Regions from separate parts of the Rattus norvegicus genome. Here region 1 is linked to region 2. A link is a contact called in public HiChIP or PLAC-seq data. All regions are on one chromosome and are shown on one strand. The core of a region is the stretch at or near the end of the contact, and the rest is flanking DNA. Distances in the headings are between cores, read along the strand shown. Region 1 has its middle 75 kb from the start of Dapl1. Region 2 overlaps Ccdc148 (coiled-coil domain containing 148).

Region 1 (3,685 bases), core at 449-2,948, 530 kb before region 2:
CAGAGCTGGCCAGCTTGAACTCACAGAGATTCACCCACCTCTGCTTCCTGAGTGCTGGGGTAAATGCATGCCTGACTCTTCAGTTTTATATAGAGGAAGATGACAGGGACAAGAAAGGGCAGTGCAAGGGTGAATATAGTCAGAGTATTATATGATTGTACAAAAATGTCATAGTGAAACTCAGTCTTTTGGGCACTTGAGGTGCCCTATGCAAAATGGAGAGAAAAGAAGGAAGGGAAATGCATGAGAACACATCATTTAGCAATGGCGAGGGACCCGGCCTCTGGTGTGCTGGGGCAGAGAGCTGACTCCGAGTCTTTCCCTGCCTGAAAGGCAGGTTCAGCACCAGTGCAGGCCTTAGGCCTGGGTACTCCCTCTACCTCACCTCATTGACAATACCCTGGTCGGTCTGTACCTATCGCTGATGTTAGCTCAATCTGATCATCTCCCCTCAGCAGCCCTGAGGAATCTCCTTGTCCAGAGGAGAGGAGTGGTCCTCATGGAAGCAGAGTCCTTCTGATAAGACTTCATGTTTGCACCTTGTCACGGAGCTTGTGATCCTGTGAGAAGGAAGGATATAGGGACATGGGGGTGGCAGGCGGGGATGTGGCACAAAGAAAGTCTCCACTTCCAGCTGTGTGCCTCAGGGAAGGGTGGCATCAATGCTCCCACTTCCTAGCCCACAAAGATGACATCTGACCTCACAGTCTTAAGGCCCTTTGCATCTCTGTCTTCTGCAGATACTCTGCTAAGTTTTAATAAAAAGAAAGTGGCCAGGTGTGGTGGAGCGCACCAAAGGCCGAGGCAGGAAGATCATGAGGCAGCTTAGGTGATAGAGAGAGCAAGACTCTGTCTCAAGAACAAAACCCGAAGAAATAAAAACACACCACCCAAGCCCACATTAAAAAACAAAAGCCAACGACAACAGGCAAGTCATGTTGAGAGTTCTCTTGCTTGGCAGGAATACACGTCTGTTTAGTTCCTGATGTCACGGCATGCAGGTCTAGGCTGATCAGGGCATGCTGCTATGCCTGCGGAACTCTCTGTTTTAAGAAATGAACTTGAGATATTGTCAAATTGTGATACACAGAGAGGGTGTAGTGTCACAGGCTGGAAGGGATTCTGGGCTTGTGTTCACTGGCTGCTTAGCATTTGGACCAGGCTTGTGGGCACAGGGAAGTCCTTGGCAAGGAAGCAGCAGGGAGCTGAGGAGACTGGCAGCCTGGGTCTGCTCCGTTCTTTCTGGAAACCAAGGGAGAGGCAGAAGCGGGGCAGGAACTATGATGCCAGGTGGGGCTGGGAAGGACAGGAGGCTATGCTGCTGATAGCCTTAGGGTAGACTGGCAGGGCATTTTTCTAAAGCTCTAGCCCCTCTCCTAAGGAGGGAGAGTAGGGGATGGCACTCTACATCCACTATAAAGGGTTTCTATAGAAGGGAGATGCCTCTTTTTCCAGCTGGGTATGAGTTTTCCTCACCCACCCACTGTCGGGCCTTGGGCGCCTGAGATCACAATGGTTTCCCTGTGGCTACCCCAAACTTGTGACCTCCAGCGTCAATGTTAGTCAGAAGATTGTCACACCAGTCCTGGTTTCCAAAGCTCTTTAAAACAACTTGGACAATGGCGGGCCTGTCCCACAGTTGGCTTCACAGCTTTGAAAGACACTCTTGTTCAGAGGGAGCCCCCTAGAAGGCCCAGGGTGCGGAGAGGCTCACTCCCACTTTATCCAGTCTGGCTGCTAGCCCACACTGGCAGCGGGTACTGGGTGTGAGGCTGATTTGTGGAGAGTCTCCAAAGGAGTCAAACAGCACAGTCCCAGAAGCCCCTGGGGATTCATATTGAGAGTGATGTGGTGCTGTGGGGAAGGGGAGTGACTATACTGGGTTCCCCAAATTAACAATGATACGGCATTATTTGCAGAGGAGGGCGGGAGAGCGGGGAAGGATGGGAAGGATGGCGAAGGGAGCAGGGGTGGGGGAGGGGGAAGAAATTATATTGGATCCCGCCTGTTCTCTGATTTTCTGCACACTGATAGGTTTCTTGGGAAGGAAATAGGCAAGGACTAATAGGATCTAGTTGTTACTACCTCAGGTGTTCCTCAGTGGTACAGAAACCTTGTCCTAACCAGGCCAGCTCAGCAAGCTACAGATAACAACAGAGCTGCAGCCCATGTCCCTGCTTGCTCCCTCCCCACAGGACAGGGAAGACAAGCGGTAGGGCAGGCCCAACTCAGGTACCAGCCCAGGGAGGGCTGGGAATGCTGGCTTTTGTTATCTGTGTGTTTCGGTGCCGAGCATCTTGGGAAGCATTACGCTGCTCCCCATGTTTAACCCCACATAGTAGACACTGCTGGTAGCAGTAATTTGGGGTGTGGAAAGGAGGTGCAGGGATGTGATGTCCAAGGTCACATAGCCATGGCCAGGTGTGTCCAGCTTCACTTGGAGTCCTTCAGCTTTACGGGATTCTAGGTCTTCAAGGTGAGAGCTCACCTTGGCTCTTTGTCCTTTAGACCTGGGTGATATTGGTTGAATACAGTGTTGAGAGTAGGAGTATAGTCATTTCCTGTGTCCTCTTCTTCCCCAGACCACGTGACCATAGTGTGCATGGGTTCCTGTCTATTCGGTCATGATCTGTGAGGTTGGGAAGGTGACCTCGGTAGTCTGGCTGAGTCTCAGTCACCCTCACAAGTGGTTCTATCTTGAGCCTAATGCTTCCATAGGGTGGCAATGTTGTGACATCAGGAAGCTGGAGAGAGGAACACTCACGCAGGCATCGTGGCAGTCATTCTCCTGTACTGCCCACCCCACTCCCAAACCCTAGTGTGTAATTTTCTCTCATTCTCTTCTCTTTCCTCTTATTGGCTTCCCTCTCTGGGAATCCTGTCAGACGGCGTGCATTATGATCCTAGAACATATCCCCTGGAGTCTGTGGCTATTGCCTTGTAAGGTGGAAGGGACTTGGCGGGGAGGATTAAATTAAGAATCCTAAAGACAGAGACATTATCCTGGATTATCTGCTGGGGCACACGTGTCCCTCTAGGAGAAGAAGCATACAGAGCAAGAAGGTGATGAGAGAAAAAGGCATGCACTGGACAGCAGTGGCCATAAGCCAAGAATATTAGCAGCTAGCAGAGACTGCAGAGTCAAGAGCAGACTCACTCTCGGGCTGAGTGTTGGTGATTCGGAGTTGCTGGATCTGTCCGAGATGGCAGAGGTGGAGCAAACACTCAAGAGACTTCAGAGCCAGAAAGGGGTGCAGGGAATCATCGTGGCAAACACAGAAGGCATTCCCATCAAGAGCACAATGGACAGTCCTACCGTTACACAGTATGACAACCTCATGCACAACTTCGTCTTAAAGGTGTAGAACACTGTGCGTGAGATTGGCCTCCAGAATGACCTAACCTTCCTTTGAATTTGTACTAAGAAAAATGAAATTATGCTGGCACCAGAGAAAGACTATTTCCTGACTGTGATTCAGAATCCAACTGAATAAGCCACTGTCTTGGCTTCCTGTGTCATCCCTTAATTTAATGTCCCCCAAGAATAATAGTGTTAATCATAATAGTGTGGGCACATGGTGGTTGCCTGAGAGCCCATGTTGACCACGCCATTGATCAAGGATAGCTCTGCCCACCCCACCAAGGAGTGGCTCTGATGATCCAGTCAGTCCCTAGAAAAGCTCAG
Region 2 (3,606 bases), core at 1,058-3,557:
TGTGACTAGAACTCCTTCTACCCAGTAGTCCTTAAGAAAAGTCTTCAGTTCTCACCATAAAGAATCAGTGTTTAGAACTATAATATATGACATTTGTGCCAGGAAACCTATAATAATTAAATTACATTTGACCCCAGTCATTTTATTACAGTTTGAAATGGCATTAAAATGCCATTTACGTCATGCAAATTCTTGACTTGCAGAATTAATAGGCAGGTGTGGGTAATGTTGCATATTATTGACAAAATTAGTGACTTCCTTTCATTAAGATCTGGGTCAGAATAGTTATTACTATGTAGGACAAGGACTTCATGGTAAAATGGCTCTCCGGCTTTATAGTCAAAAGGTGATGCATTTTCTGTGACAGTCCCGAGAAATCCACTCTCCTAGTACAATGGAAGTGCACCCAGCTTGCCCAGCAATGACCGCGCAATCGACTTTACCAGAAAACCTCATGTGCTGATACTCATAACCACAGGTGGATGGCTGCTGAAATATGAATCTTTGTTGCTATCTGCCATTTTCAAGGGGGTTTCCAATGTCCGATTGCCTTTGACTTTTATCACACAGATGAATATATATAATCTGAAATCAATCATAATTATGACTAATCGTTAACGGGTGGTTATAATTGTTAATGTTTTGTTTGACATGTGTTGTAACTCCTTTGTTAGTATCTGGGACTGGCCTGGGTTTAATATTCCTTTGCTCTTTCCGCTACTGTTTTAGACGTAATAAAAATTTTGTAATGGTCACTAGGCAAACCCATAATCTTACCCAGAAGCCTTTGACTTGTATCCCCACTTGAGCGTCCCTGCTTTCTCTTCCCTCAGGTTGCTGTCGCTGTCCGGTCTGATCCAGTTAGAATGATGTCAGAGACACTGGCCTGGAAAGCTCGGATAGGCGCTGTGAGTGAGGAGGAATTCACTCTTCAAAAGCCGCTCTTCACCCTGACCACATACAATGAGCAGCAGGTACTTACGGGAACTGGCGGTCCTGGTGTAGAGTCCACGCAGAGAGCTGGAGGAACCGTTCAAGCGTGCGCTCTGAGTTACTAATGATTTTTAATATTTACCTGGAAAGAGCCTGGACTAGATTAGCATATTTTCTATTTGTAAATAATAAACCATAATTGCTGGATGAATCTAAGTGTTATAAAAGTGTGACATAAAACAAAACAGTTCAAAAACATATCTGTCACTGAAAGAGGTTTTGTAACATTTTATGCAAAAGTCATTGATTAAAAAAATGGTCACTGGTATTTCTTTCAGGTTCAAAGATTTCTCTGTTGTATTATGAGTTTATATTCTAAATTCATGGCATAGATACTATCAAATAGGCATCTAATGAGATCGACAGGCAGTACTGAAGACAGCTACCCCAAGTTTTGTTCTTCGAGCTAAGGATAAAGCATTTTCTGTGGCAGCACCATCGAGGGATCTTGGAGCTGTTTGCAGGAGTTTAGAATGTGTCTTGGTTGTGGCTGGAACTGAGAAGAGAGATTTAAAAGAACTTTTAGCGGAGAAGGGTAGAAAAGAAGACATAGGAATGAATGAATATCACCCAAATTAAGTAAGTAAGCATTCATGAGTTTTACAGAACTAGGGAGAGCACGCCAATATCTCAAGAAACCTGTTGCCAAACGAGTTCAAAGTACCTCCCCTGTGTGCTGCATACTTGATGGTGAATAGTAAGGTGAAAATTTCATTCATTAGTAATCAAATATTTATGAAATAGACACTGTTATTCTGGTTCTGTGCAAGAGTGTAGCTCTTGGCTCCACCTAAATGGGCCAGACTGATCCTTCCCGAGAGAAGTGACTCTCTAGGTTAAGAAGGGAAGTATTACATTCAGAGGTAAAGCACAGTGTGAAGCCAGTTCTGTGCCCAGTGTGAGGAGAGAAGGGAGAACTCTGTCGGGGGGAGGTTAGAGAGATGGCACTTCTGAGCAGGAGCAGAGTTTCCGATCTGGGGCAGTTGTTACTAAACTCATTCACGGCGATTTACAGTTTAAAGGGAAAAGAGGCTAATGTGCACAGGGAGAAGAATTACTTTTAGGGACGTGTAGGTATATATCTCTCTAGAACCAGCTATGATAGTACAAAGGCAACTGGCCCCTACACAGGCGAAACTAAGGGAAAGGAAGAGTCCTAAGGCTCTGGGCCAAGCTATCAGGGGTTTCCCAGACAGAAAAGACTGAGAGAAGGCCTTTCGCTGAATGTCTTTACTGTGAGACAGAGGCACCGGCACAGGATAAGTGCTGAAATGAGAATGGAAACTTGGGCTAGGGCCCAGCTGTGGTACACAGGAAGCCTTTTTATTCAGACATCTGACCTTTGTCCCGTGACCAGACATGCTATTTAAAAGCAGGTAAGTTAAATAGTGACATTTGTATTTTATCCTCGGATCTTGAATGGGAAATAGTTGGACATTGGGAGGAGAGGAGTGGAAGTGGTGGTGAAAGAGTCATGCGCAGCTCTGACTGGAGCGATGGGGGATGGGAGCGGTAAAGGAATCGAATCGAGGAGGACTCCAAGCTCGACAAGCACCGCAGTTGCGCATTGTGGATTCAAATCCACACTCGAGATTTACCGGCTGCGTGCACTCGCCTAAGCTATTAACATCTTTATGTTTGTTTCTTTCATCTTTAAAATAATTACTTGCAAAGTTCTTCTGGGGATTGGAAATAATAAATATCAACTGCCTAGGATATTGCCTGATACTCGGCAGTGATTCAACAAATTATTGCCACATAAGAACTGAGCAGAAGGAAAAACAAGTCTGGGGGGAGGAGATTTGTTTTGTCCGTGTCACGTTTAGGGTGAGGGGGTCTAAAGCATCCTTTCAAAAACCTGATTACCAGCCTCTGGGGAGGAGAAACCTCTCTCTTCATTTACTTTTTACTAAAAAATTGGATAATGAAAAAAAATTGAAGGCGCCACAGCCCTTGGTGCTGGAGAAGGAGGTGAATCTTAAAGAGAATTCGGGAGTAAACAGCAGCAGATCATAGAGGGAGTGGGAGTCCTTGAAAGTGGCTCAGAATACATGGGGACAGAGGAGAAGCCAGGGACCAAGGCTCAGATGTTTTTTTCTCAGACCTTTGGGTTATTCTGGCCTTGTGCTTCTCACTACCCCAGCCCTGCTTCTGACTGGTTGTCATTGAGTCTTCCCTTTAGACTATGTCTGACAGTTAGGTCGTCTCTACTCCCAGACAGGTTTAAGTATTTATTACTTCATGTCTAGACAGTCAGAGTAGCCTCCTGACCTTTCCCTCCCTCCATCTCTTTTTCTTCCCCCAGCACCTTAATTTATTCCGACCTGATGATCAGATTCATCCTATGTGGCCATACTTTGATGCTAAAAGCAGAAACAAACACTGTGGGGCTAGTTAGCACAGCCTTCAAGGCTACGAGATCCAAATTTCAGTCTGAGTGTCCTTTTCCCCCCAAGCTCCTCAGTGGCATAGTATTCTACCCAAACTCACCTCATCCTAAAATTGACCTGCTTTACCTCAACGTTTGTATGTGAGGCCTCCCTGTTCGATTAGGTCTCTCTTCCTCCCTCTCTGACTACTGGAAAGATTAAGTCAGACTTCAAGGCTGCCCTG

Evidence for each region. HiChIP or PLAC-seq counts read pairs in DNA pulled down with a chosen protein or histone mark.
Region 1: an H3K27ac HiChIP or PLAC-seq map of oligodendrocytes shows a contact between it and region 2, with 6 times the contacts expected there. The contact joins two enhancer-like sites. A contact is called at or near these places in 1 of 12 Hi-C or Micro-C datasets (prefrontal cortex) and 1 of 1 datasets of contacts at active chromatin or transcription factors (oligodendrocytes).

The regions. Positions count from the first base shown.
Region 1 is chr3:64,293,229-64,296,913 of GRCr8, reverse strand. It overlaps the pseudogene LOC103691811. Among named protein-coding and RNA genes, the nearest start is that of Dapl1, 75 kb to the left of the region's middle. Within about 2 kb of position 1,698, at least 49 of the 93 cell types and tissues checked have an H3K27ac peak or open chromatin away from gene starts, as enhancers often do.
Region 2 is chr3:63,767,557-63,771,162 of GRCr8, reverse strand. Ccdc148 (coiled-coil domain containing 148) reads left to right here. Exons shown (of 15, transcript NM_001107732.1): 14 at 834-974. Among named protein-coding and RNA genes, the nearest start is that of Upp2, 88 kb to the right of the region's middle. Within about 2 kb of position 2,307, at least 7 of the 93 cell types and tissues checked have an H3K27ac peak or open chromatin away from gene starts, as enhancers often do.